Linked DNA regions of Anser cygnoides: region 2 is linked to region 1. A link is a contact called in public Hi-C data. All regions are on one chromosome and are shown on one strand. The core of a region is the stretch at or near the end of the contact, and the rest is flanking DNA. Distances in the headings are between cores, read along the strand shown.

Region 1 (4,022 bases), core at 526-3,025:
TAAGTTAGGCAGTTGACCTGGCAAAAGACAAAAGAGGGAAGAAGGGAATCCTCCAACTGGCTAACTGTTGCTTATTACACCACTAAAAAGGCCCAAGAAGGAATATGTGGACTTCACCCCTGGATTCCTTCATTTCACAAACAAGGCAATTTAAAGGTCTAGGTTGAATTTTGACACCAAAACTCCCTTTCTGATTTCTATGCCTCTAAGAGGAAGCTACACTTCCTACCTGCCAAAGAGCACCACAAGGGAAGCCGATACTCAACCTGCCTAAGTACCCGCATCTTCATACATCATGTTTTGTGCTGCCTCGGTGTCATTTTCGATCTTTTCTTATGTAAATTATTTATCTTAACATGCTGCACAACTGTTTCATTCAGGCTTGCTATGACTGGGAACAGCTGAGATGCACGCTTCAAACTTTTGAGTCAAGGATACAGTATGTGGGGACTCACAACACAAACAAAAATCGGGTGTCACTTTGATCTGGCTGAAGTAAAAGGCCTGCTGTGTAAACTCGGCTGCATTTTTGTGAATCTCACATACAAGACGAACCCTTCTCTACCTGTAAATGCTCACTCCTAAACTTTCGATTCACGTAAACTACTGTCTAGAAAGACTGTGCTGGGATGTTCGCACACAGCCGTGAAACAGAATTATTTTCCAGGCGCTCGACTCGCTCAGCCCTACGATACGCGAATCCTGTTCTGTGGCTAATGGCCAGGAAAGCCGAGGCTGCCGGCCGCAACCTCTGTCCGAAAAGGCGATCCCGGGACATTTTGAGCGGCAGCCGTGCCTCGCTACGGCAGCAGGGCTGGGACCGCACCACGAGCGGCTGCTCCCCGCTTGCACCTCCCAGCGGATCCCAGCAATTTTCTCACGGGGAGACGTGCCGGGACCCAGTCTCTTCCCAGCCCGGCACCCGCGGGCTCCGCAGAGCCCAGGTGCTGCCGGGCCGGCGGCGGGGCAGCGGGCGGGGGGCCCCGATGGCGGCGGCACGGCCGGGGCAGCGGGGCCACCGCTGTCACCTCTCCGCGCCGCGCCTCCAACCACCCGCGGGGTCGGGACGCCCCCGGCGGCGGCCGCGGCTGCCACGTCCTGGCCGCCGGGGACACGCGCGCTGGCCGCGGGACGCGCTCCTCTTTGATTCCGATTTTTTATTACATATATATTTTTTAATTTTTTTTAATTTTTATTTTTCCACCCAAGCCGGGGGGGGGGGGGGGGGGGGGGCGGCAAGGAGTGCTAAGTTCAGCCCCCGCCGCCTCGGAGGCCGGCCGAGCCCCGGCAGGGCCCCCCGGCCGCCCGCCCGCCCCCGGCCGGCTCCGCGGGGCGCAGCCCCGCTCCCCGCTCCACACCTGGCCGCGGAGGGGGCGCTGCGGCCGCGCTGGCGGCCCCCGGCCCGGCCGCTGCCTACCTGCCCCCGGGCATCACCTCCGCCGCTCCCGGTCCCCGTCCCCGTCCCCTGGCCCGGCGGCGGGGCGGCAGCGGACCCCGCGAGCCCCTGCCCGGCGCCCGGCTCGGAAGTAGTTGCAAGGAGGGTTACCTGTCCTATATTGACGTATCCGTATTTGCTAGCTATCCTGTTGGCCTCCGGCAGCCCCCCAGCTATCCGCACAGCCCAGTGGTTGGTGTACAGGCGCGTCCTGCAGGCGGGCAGCAGGAACCCCAGCACCAGGGTGAGCCGGCAGAGAAGGTCCCCGCCGCCTCCGCCTCCCCAGCAGCAGCGGCGCTTCCAGCCCATCTTCTCCTCCTCCGCACGCAACCCCCACAAAACTTCTCCTTCCTTCTTCCGAGGCTCTTCTCCTCCTCGCCTCCCGGCGACACCGGCGGCGCGTCCTCCGAAGTTACCCCGAGGAGGAAACTAGGAAGAGCTTGGAATAGTGCATTGAACCGCCCGCGGGTCAAATGGTGAGGGGCTGGGGATAGTGATTATGAGCGGCAACGGTGATTACTGCTGTCCCCTCCTCCCTCTGCTCCTCGGGGATTAAGTAACTTGCTGGGAAAGCTTCTCGCACAGTTTCTGAGCGCCAGCCTTCTCCCTCTGTCCCCTGCTACATGGGAAGTCGTCTCTCGGCGGGGAGGAGGCTCCTTCCCCCCTCTCCGCGCTTCCCTCCTCTCTGACCTCCCCCTGCCAAGGGTCTTCTGCCTCCTCTCCCGCGTCTCGCTTTGCCTCGCCTTCCCTCCTCTCCCCCCTCTTGCCCGGGGTCCGGGAGCAGCGCGGCGGCGGCAGGCAGTGTGTGAGTGTTGGCAGCTGAGCGCCTCACTTCACTCCGGCTCGGCCACCTCCCTCTCCCCTCCCTCCCTTTTCCTCCTCCTCCTCCTCCTCCTCCTCCTTCTCCCGCCCCCGCTCCCGCCCGGCAGCGCCGAGGGCCAGGAGAAATGGCAGCCGCGCCGGCCCCGCGCCCCGCCGCCCCCCGGGGCCCGCAGCCCCCGCCGCCCCCTACCCGGGGGCTCCCCCATCGGCTCCACCGGGCCGGGCCGGGCGGCCGCCGCCCCGCCGGCAGGGCCGCGCCGAGGTGCGAGGCCTGCGGCGAGGCCTCCCGCCTGCTGGCGGCCGCGGGGCCCCCCCGGCCGTGCCCCCGCCGGTGCCGGCGGCGAGGAGAGGCAGCGGGGAGCCTGGGCGGCCCCGCACGGCCGGGCCCGGGGCTGCGGGAGCGGGGCGCGGGCAGCCCCGGAGCTGCCTCTCCCGCCTGGTCCCTCCTGGGGGTCCGCTCGCCGCCCCTGGTCGGCGGGCACCATTTGGGGTTGGGGCGGGACGGGGCCCGGGGAGGCGGCGGGTGGGGAAGGTGGCGCAGGCCGGTGGGGTGGGGTGGGGTGTGAGGAAGCCACGTCTGCACCGGCCCGGGCTGTGTGGGTTGTCGGGCCGAGCCGGGGAGCCGCCGCCGCGGCGGCTCGGAGCCACCCACGGGTCTTCTCTTTGTTGCTGGAAAGTTAGAGCGAGTCTCAGTGAAACGCGGCGCTGACAGACCTGCTGTGAGGGCTTGCTGCCGTTTGTGAAGGGTTTTGAACGCGAGGAGTGCTAGTAGCCTTTTGAGATATTGGTGGGTCTTTATGTTTTTTGTTTTCTCTGAGGAGCCTAAGGTGTCCTACAAAGGCAGCCATCGTTCTCCTTATCACCGGGTCCTGAAATGTGAGAAGTTACATGTTTTGCAGAAAATCGTGCAGTAACATGGTGTGCCTTTTCCCCTCCCCGAAGACTTGTGCCCCTACCTTCAAAAACGTTGTTTTCCTAATGTAGAAATAAAAGACAAACAACCAATACCATGCATTCCACTTTAAACTGTTACTGGCTTTAAGATCATTTTCATAGAATCACTGAGGTTGGAAAAGACCACCAAGATCATCTGGTCCAACCATCACCCTACTGCCAATGTCACCCACTAAACCATGTCCCTAAGCACCAGGTCCAACCTTTCGTTGAACACCCCCAGGGATGCTGACTCCACCACCTGCCTGCCTGGGCAACCCATTCCAATACCTGACCACTCTTTCTGAGAAGAAATGTCTCCTAATTTCCAACCTGAACTTCCTCTGGCACAACTTGAGGCCATTCCCTCTAGTCCTATCACTAATTAACTGTGAGAAGAAGCCAGCCCCCATCTCCTCACACCTTCCTTTCAGGTAGTTCTAGAGAGACCTTGTTGAAGGTCACCCCTGAGCCTCCTCCAGAATAAGAAACCTCCTCCCATATCTTCTAATTGCTTTTAAAGGGGAGAAAATGGAAAACCCATTCTCTGCTTGCCTGTTTATTCTAAGTATGCAAAATTAATTTGCCAGTTCTTGCTAGCTTTTCCTTGTTAGTATTTTTTCCTGTAGTTTGCATTATCATTTGCTTAATGTATTACAACATCCTATTTACTCCTGTTAATAGTTTCAAGACCTTGACATTTTCAAGACCTTGTAGTTTTCAAGACCTGGGACGTACCTTTCCCAGGATTTCACAGGTAATGGCCTTTGTTTTACGAATCATACTTCTACCAAAACCACAACACTCGCTAGATTCAGTAGCAGCAGTGTTA
Region 2 (4,022 bases), core at 652-3,151, 51 kb before region 1:
GATATGTTCCACTTCTTGCTGTGGTTTACAGCCCTAGTAATATTGTCAGCTATTACCTAGGTTGTTAGGTAAGGTTCACTGTTATATAAATTTTCACTATGACCCCTAAGTATGAATTTTAGGGACCACAGCTAGCTTCTTTAAGAATAACACCATTTTTAAAGTTTTATTATTTACCTTTGTGGGTAGCGCAGTTATCTTATGCTGTAGTTTCTCAGAGGAATACAATCTTACCCCTGTGATTTACTGCAATTGGCTTTCCAGGTTTGCACTGGTTCTCTCTGACAGTGCCATGACTTCTCCAGATATGAGGAGTAACCTCTGGATACACATTTAGTGTATCTGGATGCCTTTAGTGGCATCCAGTCATAAGAAAAAAATTGGCTTATAAACTTTAACTATCATATTTATTCTTATGTGCTCTAGAGAACAGTGCACCTCCCTCCAGCCTCACATCTCAAAACATTGTATCTCTCTTCCTGTAAAAAATTTCAGTTCTACAAAAATACCCCATAATACGCTCAATTCCTGTCCAGCAGTAACTAGGACATACAGAATAGAAAGAACCTGGTAGGAAGTGAAAAATTCTTTTCTAAACTGGAGAATCCTGTCAGCATTAGCAGTTATTATTAACAATAGAAGGGATGATAACAGTACTGGAGAGGATTAAACTCCATCAATGTTGAAAAATACTTGTTCCTGTCTGAACTAACTGCAAAGACATAGTCCATGTCTTTGTAGTCTAACAATGGCTTGTTAAAAAATAAACAATGGTTAAATTAAATTCTCCTCGTTACATTCTATTTTACAAAACTATGCAAAGAGGCCCAGCAGAGCTAGACTGCAGCTGCAGAAAACAGTTCTTGTATGTCCATATAACTCCAGCTTCACCTGACCATTACCAAGCTTTTCTGAAGCAGGAGGGAAAAAGAAACAGTCAGCAAGGAGAGTCTTGTGATTGAAGTCTAGTAAATTTCTTTAAAAGTGAGTAAAAATTAGTTTTATTAACCATATCTTCCCATAAATATATATTTATCTTCACCTTCTCCACTTTTTATTACCATTTCTCCATGCAAGCAAGATGAGGAAACTCATTAAACCAACTGGCAGGAATGGTGAAATTGGTTAGGCACAAAGTCCTCTTAGTCATTCCAAAGACATTGTTTGCTGTTATTACACGTTAAGTAAAACGGTTTCAGATAGCAGTAGGATTTTAGGGTTGACTTCGACCTTTTTCAGTTATGCAAACGGATTGTATATAGTCCATCCAGTTATTGACAAACAGGCTACTTTGTCAACACCAGTGAAAGAGAATAAATTTATTAGATAGAACATGATGGTACATACATAGCTGATCTCTGGGTATGTCATGCAAGACTTAGCTTTCTCCTGACTCAATATTTGGAAAGGGATGTTAACTAAGGACCTTCCTTCCCTTTGATCTTATTTCTTTGCTATCAGTTCTAAGCAAGCTGGACCCAAGTCTGTAGGTCATTTTCAAATAGTATTTGAACAGTGACTCTTATGTGAAGTTTCATGTGTTACTTGATCTATAAAAAGGTTCTATTTTACCCTTTAAATACAGAGGTCTCAAAAATCAGAGGTCATGATCAAGCAGGTACTTTTTTTTTTTTTTTTTTCAGCTCTCATTGCTTTGAGTGAGGGAAGACATAAGAAAATTGTCTTTACCTGGGTATTAGAAAGCAATGGAAACAGTAATTTCTCAATAGATAATCCTCTAGCAATGAAAAAGTACAAGCATACCTGTTTAGGTGATGAGTGGCTCTGGAAACTCTGTCTGCTTTGGCTTCTACTGAACTGTAAAGTGTTAAATATCTATATTTCTAATCTCTCTACTCTTTCTAGGAATGTGTTTAGAGTAAATGGAGAAAAATAGAGCAATAAAAAATACCTTTCAATTTGTTTACAGAATAGTTCTTGAGAGATACTTTTAACCTCTGTGATGACCCAAAACAGAGAGAAGGCCTGAATCACCTTTGTAACTTCTTGCCATGGATCTCACACAAACAAAAATGTATTATTTCTAGTCTGGACTATTAAAATTACAAGGCAAGGTACTTGTGAAGATGAAGATGGGGGAGAAGAACATTAATCAGATTTTGTTTGACAAAGTCTTTGAATAAAAGGTCTTGTGTCAACAAATCTGAACTACATTTACAGCTCTGTTAGAGATTATACCAGTTCAACGGCCAAAGGTATCAATCTTAACCACAACGAAGTTACTTATTAATCAAAATGCAAACCTGTACATGATAATACCTTATTACTTTCTCAATAACATGTCTGCTGCCAGCAACCTAATAACCTCTTTCCGACATAACAGTGACTGAAACCATTAACTAACCTCAAATTCCTTTATTTTCCCCAACTTATAAAGATAAACAGGATTAACAAAAGTAGCTATGGTTACAATCACAAATACAGTCATATGAGGATATCTGGTAATGACCCAAGTCAGTCCTGAAGTCAACTCATTCACGTATTTTTAGCTATTCTCTCTGTTGCAATAGTGTATGCACTAATACTTCCTGATCACTCTCAACAAAATGGCATCAAACCACTACCACTAAAGATATTGCAAAAATACAAGAGTTATTCAATAGAGGTAAACGCAATCAGCCAGGGACAGTGCCTCCCCAGAGAGCTTGTATATGAGGATACCTTTTTTTCAGATAAAGAAATGAAAATATTCTGAAAGTTGTACATGACCAGCAGTACAGATCACTTGTTGTCCTAACAGGTTTCCCATGATAGGCTGACAGTGGTGAGGAAGCCATGAAGCAATATGGGTAGGCAACACAATTGATTAATTAACAGGAGACTGCTACTTTCCTGAACAAAATTACAGGCAACTGCTATAAGCACCTATTACTGATTTGAAACAAAACTAACCAACCAACCAACCAAAGAAACAAGCTAATTCAATTCCATTAAAAACCTATGTTGACACTAAAAAACTTGTATGCAAATCAAAGAACACAAAGGAGAAATTACATAAACTACTGTAAAACATACTGGTGGGCTTTTGCTCACTATTATTTTCTTGAAATTTGTTTCTTTCTATTCAAACACAGAATTGAAAGTTTGTAACAATAAGAGCAGGCTACCTAAGGTTAAATCACTGCTATTTTCTAGTTTTAATTGAAAAAGCTGAAATTAGGAAAAAAAAAAAAAAAGAAATTTGAGAGGACACTGTTACAATCTACTGCCATTTATTGAAATCTGTCTGTCACCTTGTGCACATATTTATAGGATAGGTAGACTGAAAAAACACGTGTTAGAGAAGATAACAAGTACACTCATTAAAATCAACTGGAAAAAAGTCCTGCTATGATCGAATTACACACAATAATACAGCTTTCACAAAGAACTTCTGAGAAGTATTACATTTTGAATAAAAGCTGTTTTCAAGGTGGACAATGAACTGCTTAAAAAACCCTCTGCTGTATCAACACAATGCAGCAATAAATGAAGTAATTTCTACTGTAGGACAGAAATGTAGGATAGATACTGCCTCAAACCCTGAGATCTCCAATAGCTCAGAAAAAGTATGATGGAACCACTTTTCCTTGGGAAAAGATGAGTCAATAGTACAGTTCTTTAATAAAAATGAGAGGAGTTTTGGAATTGAAGTTATTACTTTGCCTTTTATTAAAATGTAGAAGTTCTGGAAACTGAAAAGCAAAGCTACTATACTTTTTGGCTGGTGACATGCTCGTATGTGAAATATACTTGAAGATGAGGACTTACGACTATCTGCATTTATTAACAGCAACTGTTTAGAGTTAGCTGCAAATTTTTGTAACCCTATTTTTTTTTTTCTTTTAATGCATTTAACAATGAACTACAAGTCAGAATGAAATGAATATAAAAATGCTTCAAAATATTCGTAATGCTGTGTTAGGACAAACTCATTTATTTACATAAAATAATAAACTAATGCTTTGGAATTAACAAAAAGTCTGAAAAGACAATGTCTACTTCCAGGAAAATTATCCTTA

The links. Hi-C and Micro-C count contacts between places; a contact is called where the count stands out from the background.
Region 2: a Hi-C map of liver shows a contact between it and region 1, with 3 times the contacts expected there. The contact joins the enhancer-like site here to the promoter of PCSK5 in region 1. A contact is called at or near these places in 2 of 7 Hi-C or Micro-C datasets (both in liver).

The regions. Positions count from the first base shown.
Region 1 is chrZ:48,724,467-48,728,488 of Taihu_goose_T2T_genome, reverse strand. PCSK5 (proprotein convertase subtilisin/kexin type 5) reads right to left here and starts at 1,775. Exons shown (of 37, transcript XM_066988258.1): 1 at 1,547-1,775. The coding sequence starts at 1,744. It overlaps LOC106044164 (a long non-coding RNA gene), which reads left to right and starts at 1,762. Exons shown (of 3, transcript XR_010827702.1): 1 at 1,762-1,911.
Region 2 is chrZ:48,775,375-48,779,396 of Taihu_goose_T2T_genome, reverse strand. All of the region lies in intron 3 of PCSK5 (proprotein convertase subtilisin/kexin type 5), which reads right to left. Among named protein-coding and RNA genes, the nearest start is that of PCSK5, 51 kb to the right of the region's middle. Within about 2 kb of position 1,901, at least 2 of the 3 cell types and tissues checked have open chromatin away from gene starts, as enhancers often do. A contact at or near this core is called in liver, where this site is marked.